Regions from separate parts of the Mus musculus genome. Here region 1 is linked to region 2. A link is a contact called in public HiChIP or PLAC-seq data. All regions are on one chromosome and are shown on one strand. Each heading gives the region's core, a stretch centred on a gene start, on an enhancer-like site or on the middle of the called end of the contact. The rest is flanking DNA. Distances are from core to core; before and after follow the strand shown. Region 1 has its middle 13 kb from the start of Lifr. Region 2 has its middle 29 kb from the start of Osmr.

The links. HiChIP or PLAC-seq counts read pairs in DNA pulled down with a chosen protein or histone mark.
Region 1: an H3K27ac HiChIP or PLAC-seq map of embryonic stem cells shows a contact between it and region 2, with 4 times the contacts expected there. The contact joins two enhancer-like sites. A contact is called at or near these places in 21 of 39 promoter capture datasets (the 3T3-L1 cell line, 3T3-L1-derived adipocytes, the C10 cell line and 12 more), 1 of 15 datasets of contacts at CTCF or cohesin (the NIH/3T3 cell line), 35 of 484 Hi-C or Micro-C datasets (the 3T3-L1 cell line, 3T3-L1-derived adipocytes, Sertoli cells and 22 more), 26 of 115 datasets of contacts at active chromatin or transcription factors (cardiomyocytes, craniofacial prominence, embryonic basal ganglia and 10 more) and 5 of 9 other capture datasets (adipose tissue, embryonic stem cells, liver and 2 more).

What each region holds. Positions count from the first base shown.
Region 1 is chr15:7,114,475-7,118,288 of GRCm38.p6, reverse strand. It overlaps a transcript of Lifr not described here. Among named protein-coding and RNA genes, the nearest start is that of Lifr, 13 kb to the left of the region's middle. Within about 2 kb of position 2,483, at least 61 of the 459 cell types and tissues checked have an H3K27ac peak or open chromatin away from gene starts, as enhancers often do. A contact at or near this core is called in embryonic stem cells, where this site is marked.
Region 2 is chr15:6,901,742-6,905,734 of GRCm38.p6, reverse strand. No RefSeq gene overlaps it. Among named protein-coding and RNA genes, the nearest start is that of Osmr, 29 kb to the right of the region's middle. Within about 2 kb of position 1,989, at least 4 of the 459 cell types and tissues checked have an H3K27ac peak or open chromatin away from gene starts, as enhancers often do. A contact at or near this core is called in embryonic stem cells, where this site is marked.

The DNA.
Region 1 (3,814 bases), core at 1,234-3,733, 210 kb before region 2:
TCATAAGCATACAGACAAGCGTTGGAGCATGGCTATATACCTAGAGATTACTAAAGGTGTAACGTTAGTTATGTAAAGGGCCCGCCCACGGTCTCACCCTGAGTACTGTTGTTGATGAGATTCATAGCCTCAATGAAGGGCTCTTTCACAGCTGCTCTGTGGGGAAATCTGCTCACAGGGCTCTTGTTTTCTCTCAGGAACATTCTTTAATGAGCGAAGATATTCTTGCAAAACACTCTGGAATCTGTGCTTTCCTGGGGCCCTTTCAGTCTGGACTGAGACCTGGGTTTATAATGAAGATTATGCAGTTTTCCAATGTGGAAATTTTTTGAAAAGCACAAAGCATCATATTTAAAAATGAATAGGTTCACAGACACTTGCAAACTGAAAACAACCCTAGAGATTTCTTAGTCCAGGGGACAAGAAAACAAGGAGATTAAGTGACTTGCCTAATTCTCACTAACTTATCCAAGTTCTTGAAGGACAAAATTACTCAATAACATTATCCATTTCAGCCAAAAGATGCTATTTCCTTCAGTATGTATAATTTGGACCAAAATAGACCTAACTTGTTAAATCTTGTCAGAACAAAAAGAAAAAAAAAAGAATTTTGTTTATGTCTAAGACATTGTTATCCTTAAAATTTATCTTGATTTGGTATAACATCTTCTTTGTCTTATAATTAACTTTTTCATGAGGATAAATAATTACCACAATTATCTATGCAATTATACCTTTAATAATTCACTCAAAAGATATTTAATTAAATTATCTTTTATGCATCATACTGTGAACTAAGAATCAGAAGCTTTAAATGAATGAGCCCTGGTGCTTTCTGAATGGGCCACATTTATAGCTGCTGTGTATCTAAGTTGTTCGAGTTCAAGTCACTTCAGAACATGGGTTCAGACTAGGACATGATCTTCAAAGGATAAGTATTAAATATAGTTAGTCACAAAATCAGTGATCGGGTTCAGAGCCTACTGACCATATCCATAGCCAGTTACCATGACGTGAGGAATGTTCTCAGGAAACAAATAATACGCTCCAATCTCCCTCTCTTTTGCCCTAGGAGTTGAGTTATACACAGTTCAGGGTCAAATATGAGGCATCATGAATTTTTTAGCACAGTATTATGTTATGATATAATTTTAATGTATGAGTGGAAATATTAAACAATGATTTGCTAGTGTTAGGTGGGAAACAATGTCTCCTTGAAACAACTCTGGAAAGTTTGGGGGTGGACACAGCACCCAGATTTCTTTTAGTGTGCTTCTTTTCCTGAAACTTTTAACATCTCAAAAGGGAGACAGAGCTTTCGACAAGGTCAAAGTCACTTAACTGAAGCCTGCTATTGTGTTTCCTGACCTAAAACTTTAACATCTCAAAATGAAGACAAAGCTTTTGACATGCCAAAGTCAATCACTCTGGGCCTGCAGGGCTTGGCCCTGGAATACCTCGGACTACGTTCAATTCTGTGCATAAACAAAGGATTGTGTTATTTACTAACACATTATTTAATTGCTATAGCTTAAGCCTCCTTTATCTTTTTGTATTATTAAAGAGAACAAATTATTCAAACCATTTATGTAAGACTCTTATAGGTACTCAATAATCACTATTAAAAGTATCACCCCAGTGTCACTTTCTAAGCAGGTCTACTTTTTGCATTAGGAAACAATTCAGTATGTCTACACACTCAAGATCTGCACAGTTTAGCTTCTGCTTCCTTTCTAACCTCCTCTCCCACCATCCTCCTTGTGGTCTAGCCCTTGATCCACACACAGCTGGCTTTGCAGTTTGGATTATTTTATTAGTTCACTGGAAGAGAATGGAGCCCTAGAGAATGGAGTCATACAGACCAACTCACGAGAGATTAATGTGTAATGCACAACTGATTTCCCCATTCAGACAAGCCAGATGTTTGTGTTGTTGGTGACCTTGTTTTTGGAAAAGGAGTCAATGAGAATTTGTGAGCTAGAATCTGTGCCCAAGGAGGAATCTTACTTCTGCTTACTAACTGGGTAATCCCAGGTCAGGAGAGCAGGAGACTTTCTAGTATGCAATCTGCATCAAAACACTGGGGATAACCTTAGGCTTTATCTCTGGGTCATAGTTGTGACAATTAAATGGGAGACTATGCCTCTAGCATAGCACTTAAGACCACACTACTGTGTGCAGTCAGCCACCAGCCAATATTAGCTATTGTTTCTAGAAGGGAGGCCTAGCAAAAAACGTGTAAAGGGAGTTAGTGTCAGACAACTTATTTTTCCAAGATCTATTAATTGTGTAGGTTCCGGTTGATAGCTTCATCCATTCAATAGTTACAATGAAATAGTGTCAAACATTACAGAAGTTCCTCCGGAGTCCGCGGTCCTGTTATTTGCATATGTAAATGAATGCATTCTTGGACATGGAAATGCAAATTCACAAAGCCTCTATTGTTCTGCTTACCCATCTTCCACTTAAAGTGCTTACAAGGTAATCAAGACAGAGTGCCTTAGCTCAGAGCTCTCAAGTCATTGCTACTCTGCTTCACACAGTTCCAACCACTGTTTCCTTCATTGCTGGCCACCTTATTTTTGAGACAGGGTCTTTCTTTGAAACCACAGCTCACTGATTCTGCTAAGATGGCCTCAGGAGCCCCCTCTCTCCACAGCTGTGGGGTTAGAATTGCTGTCACTACCTGTGACTATCACGTCTCTCTTTCCTCACACATTCTGAACTCCTCATCCTGCCCAGGATTCCGTGAAGTTGTTTCATTTCCTGGAATCTCTCCCCACCCACCTACTCTTTGTCCTGACTCCAAACTATTGGCTTCGGGAATTCCTCCCAGGTCCCTCAGGCCTTCATCATCTTTAGAATCAAGTGTTCCTCCTTTTCTGTGCTCTTCCTCAGTCAAATCATGCTGAAGGACCAACTGGACAAGAGCATTTCCCTTTTGTTTCCTCCAGGGCCCTTCACGTAGGCACTTAGTCAGTCTATACATAAATGAGTAGATTTACGCTGTGTAACAGCCTGGGCTTTCCTGTGATGTAAAGTTCAAGTTCAGGCTCTGAGCTGTCACATGACGCATTCTGTTGCACAGTCATGATTGGCAGAGGAAGACGTAAGCTCATATTTTCCCAATTCTGGGGGAAAGTGATGGCACTGGGCCCATCAATCATCCAAACTGAGCTGTACCCTTTTCCTAAGGACATAGCTGGCCTTCTATCAGTATAGCCTTCTATCCCCACCACTACCCCATTACACATAGTAGTTTCTACAACCTCCATGTGTACCCCTCCATCATTCTCCTTAGCTTAAACTTCACTCAGCTTAAGCTATACCCATCTCTACCCTCAGTGACAGCCCTTCCCATCCCTAACTCTGATGTTGCCTTTTATTCTTGAATCTATTCAAACCTTCATTTTCATTATATGAGTGTGTGTGTGTGTATATATATTGTTTTATTACTACCTGTAATAATTTATTTTTTCATCTTATCAAGACAGCCTGTGTCTTTCTGCCTTAGAAATATATGCCCAACAAAAATGTAGACCTTCACCTCTTGGTATCTAAGATGAATTGGTTCCTAGACCCCCTATCAATCCTAAATCTCTTATATAGAATGACATAGAACTTTAGTTGTGTGTGTGTGTGTGTGTGTGTGTGTGTGTGTGTGTATAAAAATCTGGGCAGTTTAAATACATCTCTAGATTGCTTATACTGCCTAAGGCAATGTAAATTCTACAAAGATAGTTCTCTTTTATTATTGTTTAAATAAAAATGATCAGTAAAAAGGCTCTGTATTTTCACTATGTCAAAAAATAAT
Region 2 (3,993 bases), core at 740-3,239:
CAAAACACAAACACACTCATGAGCAGACTCATTTGCTTGCTCTTAGACCTACTTCACCCAGACACCTCCCCATCCCATCCCACAGTGCCCTCCAGGCCTGGGACCCCTTAGGCTTCTCCATGTGCTGATCACTATCAACCTGCTGCATGAGCGGGAGCCTCTGCTCTCCAGAGAACTCTTCCTACTCTGCAGATGTTGGAGAAAGAGCAGCCTCCCCTGCCCCCCCAACTTTCAGTGTCTGAGGAGGAGTTAGGGGCATCTCCTTTGATATATTTTTCTGGATTTCTGGGGCGGGGCCTAGATTGTTTGTTTTCTGTTACTCTGTTTTAGGCATGGACCATGGCCTTTTCTCTGGGAAGACTGAATAAAGATGGTGCTTGCTCATCCATGAGTACACATGTCACCCACTTATCAAACCAGCACTAAATGACGTGGAGTCATTTAGCAAACACGTGACTATGGCACACAGAAACTATAAGGCTCAGAAATGTCATCTGCGTAGTTGCCTTCTTCCCCTCATGTTTTCTGTCCTTGAAGTTAGTATCTGTCTTGCTTTTTCATTTGCTTTATCCTTTGCGAATTTACCATCAGTCTATTCCTGCATACATTCCCCGGGGCTCTTCTTTAGATAGAGTGGAGGAAATTAATTGCTCTGCCAATCTCATTATCTTGAAATAGAAGCTTCTAGAGCCCGCTGGACAGGAATTGTTTAGAGGGATCAATACGTAGCCCTGCTTCCTGCTTGCAGGACACCTCACTTCCCACTAATCCAAGGACTTCCTGTATGCCTCTCTTGCATGAGATCTTTTGCTTCCTATCTTCCTATTCTGGTGGCTCAAACCTTCCCCCAGAGGCTCTTCCCTCTATAGTTGAGACATTTTGGTTACCCACCACCCTCTTTGTTCCCCTCTCTCTCCTCTCCCTCTCTGTCCCCCCTCTCCCTACAAGGTCCAGCTCAGCCTGGCCACGCCCATTCTGGCCTCTCCCAGATGTGTCTGCCTCTACCTACTCACCCTTGTATCTACAATAAACTTCCTCCTCCACCATACCTAGGAGCAGTTGTGTCCTTTCCTTTTCATTTCTGTTTTTTATTCAGTTTCCTCTGGCGGGGTGGGGGAGTGCACAGGAGATAAACTTTTTGGAGACCTTGCCTGTTGATAAGTACCATAAGTAGTCTATCTCTACCCTGGTGACTTGGAGGAATGATGAATGTTTCCTTGCTCCCGCTTTAAGCACGTGTCCTCTGGTGAGATCTCAACCGCCTTTTAATCTCCTTAGGCCTCCATAATTGCAAGCAATCCCTTAATAGAGACTTAACTTCATGTGTTAAACATATCCTCAGTATTCACACACCACAGCCACATTAGGCACCAGCATCACGGAGATGAAGGGGTAGGCGTTTTTTAGAGCAGAACACAAGCTTATCTCACAATTAAGTGTAGATGTTTTGCTTCATTGGTAGTCAATAATAATAATATAATAATAATAATAATAATAATATACTACTACTACTACTATATACACACACACATATGAAGAATCTTAAATTTCTTCTTGACATTCAGAGGTCTTAGTAAACCTATAAAGAGCAACTGATATTGTGTTTCTTTTTAGATTTCTAATGTCCATTAAACCAACTTGAAAATCTGCTGGCAATTTCAAGGGAGAGTAACGAATACGTGATTCAAGAACGAGTGAACAGGACAAATGGAAGTGTAACTTGTAGGAGCTGGCAGCGGGGAGAATTTTCTAGGCCTGACAGGGCAATGGGATAGAAAGTCGGGGCAGGTCTAGATTGAGAATGGCCGTAAGGATGTGTCGAAGAGAGAAGGCAAGATGTTAGTTAGTAAAGGCTGTCCAACACAAACTACGTGAGCAATGACCCTTAGTGAGCCAAAGTCACTCCAAGAAGCCAGGAACCCCCAATCCAAGCTGAAAAGGGATCACTCTCTTCTGAACCAACTGGAAACCCAGTTCTTCATTGTTATTTTAAAACCTTCAAGGGATTGGAGGAGGCCCGCTCACAGGATAAGGAGTGATTTCTCTTTTCTCAGAATGTACTGATTCAAATGTTAATCATATATTTAAATAACTTTACAGCAGCATCTAGGCCGGTTTGACTTAGGCTCACTGATTTTTTAAAATTTTATTTTATTTGTAATTCGTTTTTTACACTCCTTATTCCATTCCCTGCCCCTCCCCTCCCACCCTCCTACTGTTCTACATCCCACACCTCCTCCCCACCACACCCTGTCTCCACAGGGATGCCGACACCCCACACCCCATCTAACCTCTAAACTTCCTGGGGCCTCCAGTCTCTTGAGGGTTAGGTGCATCATCTCTGAATGAACATAGACCTGGACGTCCTCTACTGTATGTGTGTTGGGGACCTCTTATCAGCTGGTGTATGCTGTCTGTTGGGTGGTCCAGTGTTTGAAAGATCTTGGGGGTCCAGACTAATTAAGATTGCTGGTCCTCCTACAGGATCGCCCTTCTCCTCAAAGTCTTTCAGCTTCCCCAACTCAACAACAGGGGTCAGCTGCTTCTGTTCATTGTTGAGTGCAAATATCTGCATCTGACTCTTTCAGATGCTTGTTGAGTCTTTCAGAGGGCAGTCATGCTAGGTCACTTTTTGTGAGTGCTCCATAGTCTCAGTAATAGTGTCAGGCCTTGGGACCTCCCCTTGAGCTGGATCCCACTTTGGGCCTGTCACTGGACCTTCTTTTCCTCAGGCTCCTTTCCATTTCCATCCCTGTAATTCTTTCAGACAGACACAATTATGGGTCAGAGGTGTGACTGTGGGTGGCAGCCCCATCCCTCACTTGATGTCCTGTCTTCCTGCTGGAGGTGGGCTCTATAAGTTCCCTCTCCCTACTGTCAGGCATCTCATCAACCCCTGTGAGTCCGGGGAGTCTCTCACCTCCCACGACTCTGGTGCACTCTGGGTGGGGGGTCCCCCAACCTCCTATTTCCTGAGGTTGCAGGCTTCAGTCCTTCTCCCTCACCCAGTATCAGATCAGGTCCCCCCTCCCCATTCACTATCCCTCTCAAGTCCCTCCCTCCCTCCCCACTTATGATCGCTTTCTTCTCTCTCCCAAGTGAGACTGAGGTGTCCTCACTTGGGCACTTCAGCTTGCTGAGGCCCACTGATATTTAAATTCCCATCATATTCAGTATACGGAATTTGTCCTCCTAGAATGGGCAGTTGTCAGAGAATGGTGAGAGGGGACTCCATAGCCCAGAACAGAATAACCAGCCGAGTTTGTACATCCCTCCTTTTTCTGTTATACACAGTGGCAGACAGTACATTACACCAGTACATTACAGCATTTTATAGCATGCTTTATTCATGTTTTATGTCTTGGAGATATTCTCATGTTAGTCAATGTCTCTCTCATGCTTTTTCCCATTTTGTGGTTGCAATGATTTATTTGACAGTGATTTACATAATCTGCGCATTACTTATAGACATGCAAGCTTCTCTCCAGTCATTTGCAACCACAAATAATGCTGTCGTGATCACTACTACTCAACAAAGGGAATTTACATCCATGGACAGATGGTGAATCCCCCAAAGTATAGTTGCTGAGATACTGAGCATGTGTGCATTGTCAAATTACCAACCCCAGAGGGTCCTACCAACACCTAACCAAAACTCACAAAAGCACCTAGACACCCCCCACACACACACACACACACATCTTGGGCACTTCTGGATCTTTGTTAATCAGATGGCCGTGTTATGGTGTTTCATGTCATTGTCCCAATGTATGAAGGAAGACATGAACTTACTGCCTCAAGGATCTTACAGCAAAAGATTTTGCAATATTTATCTATCTGCAAAGGCAATTCATCTTAGGGAATTTTCAGAGGATTTTTGCATGGAAAATGCTTAACACCTCCAACACAGTGAATGTTCAGTAGTTTTTAGTTATTTGATACCCCAAAGAATGAAATAATGCCAAATTTACCCTCCACAAATATGTATAATTA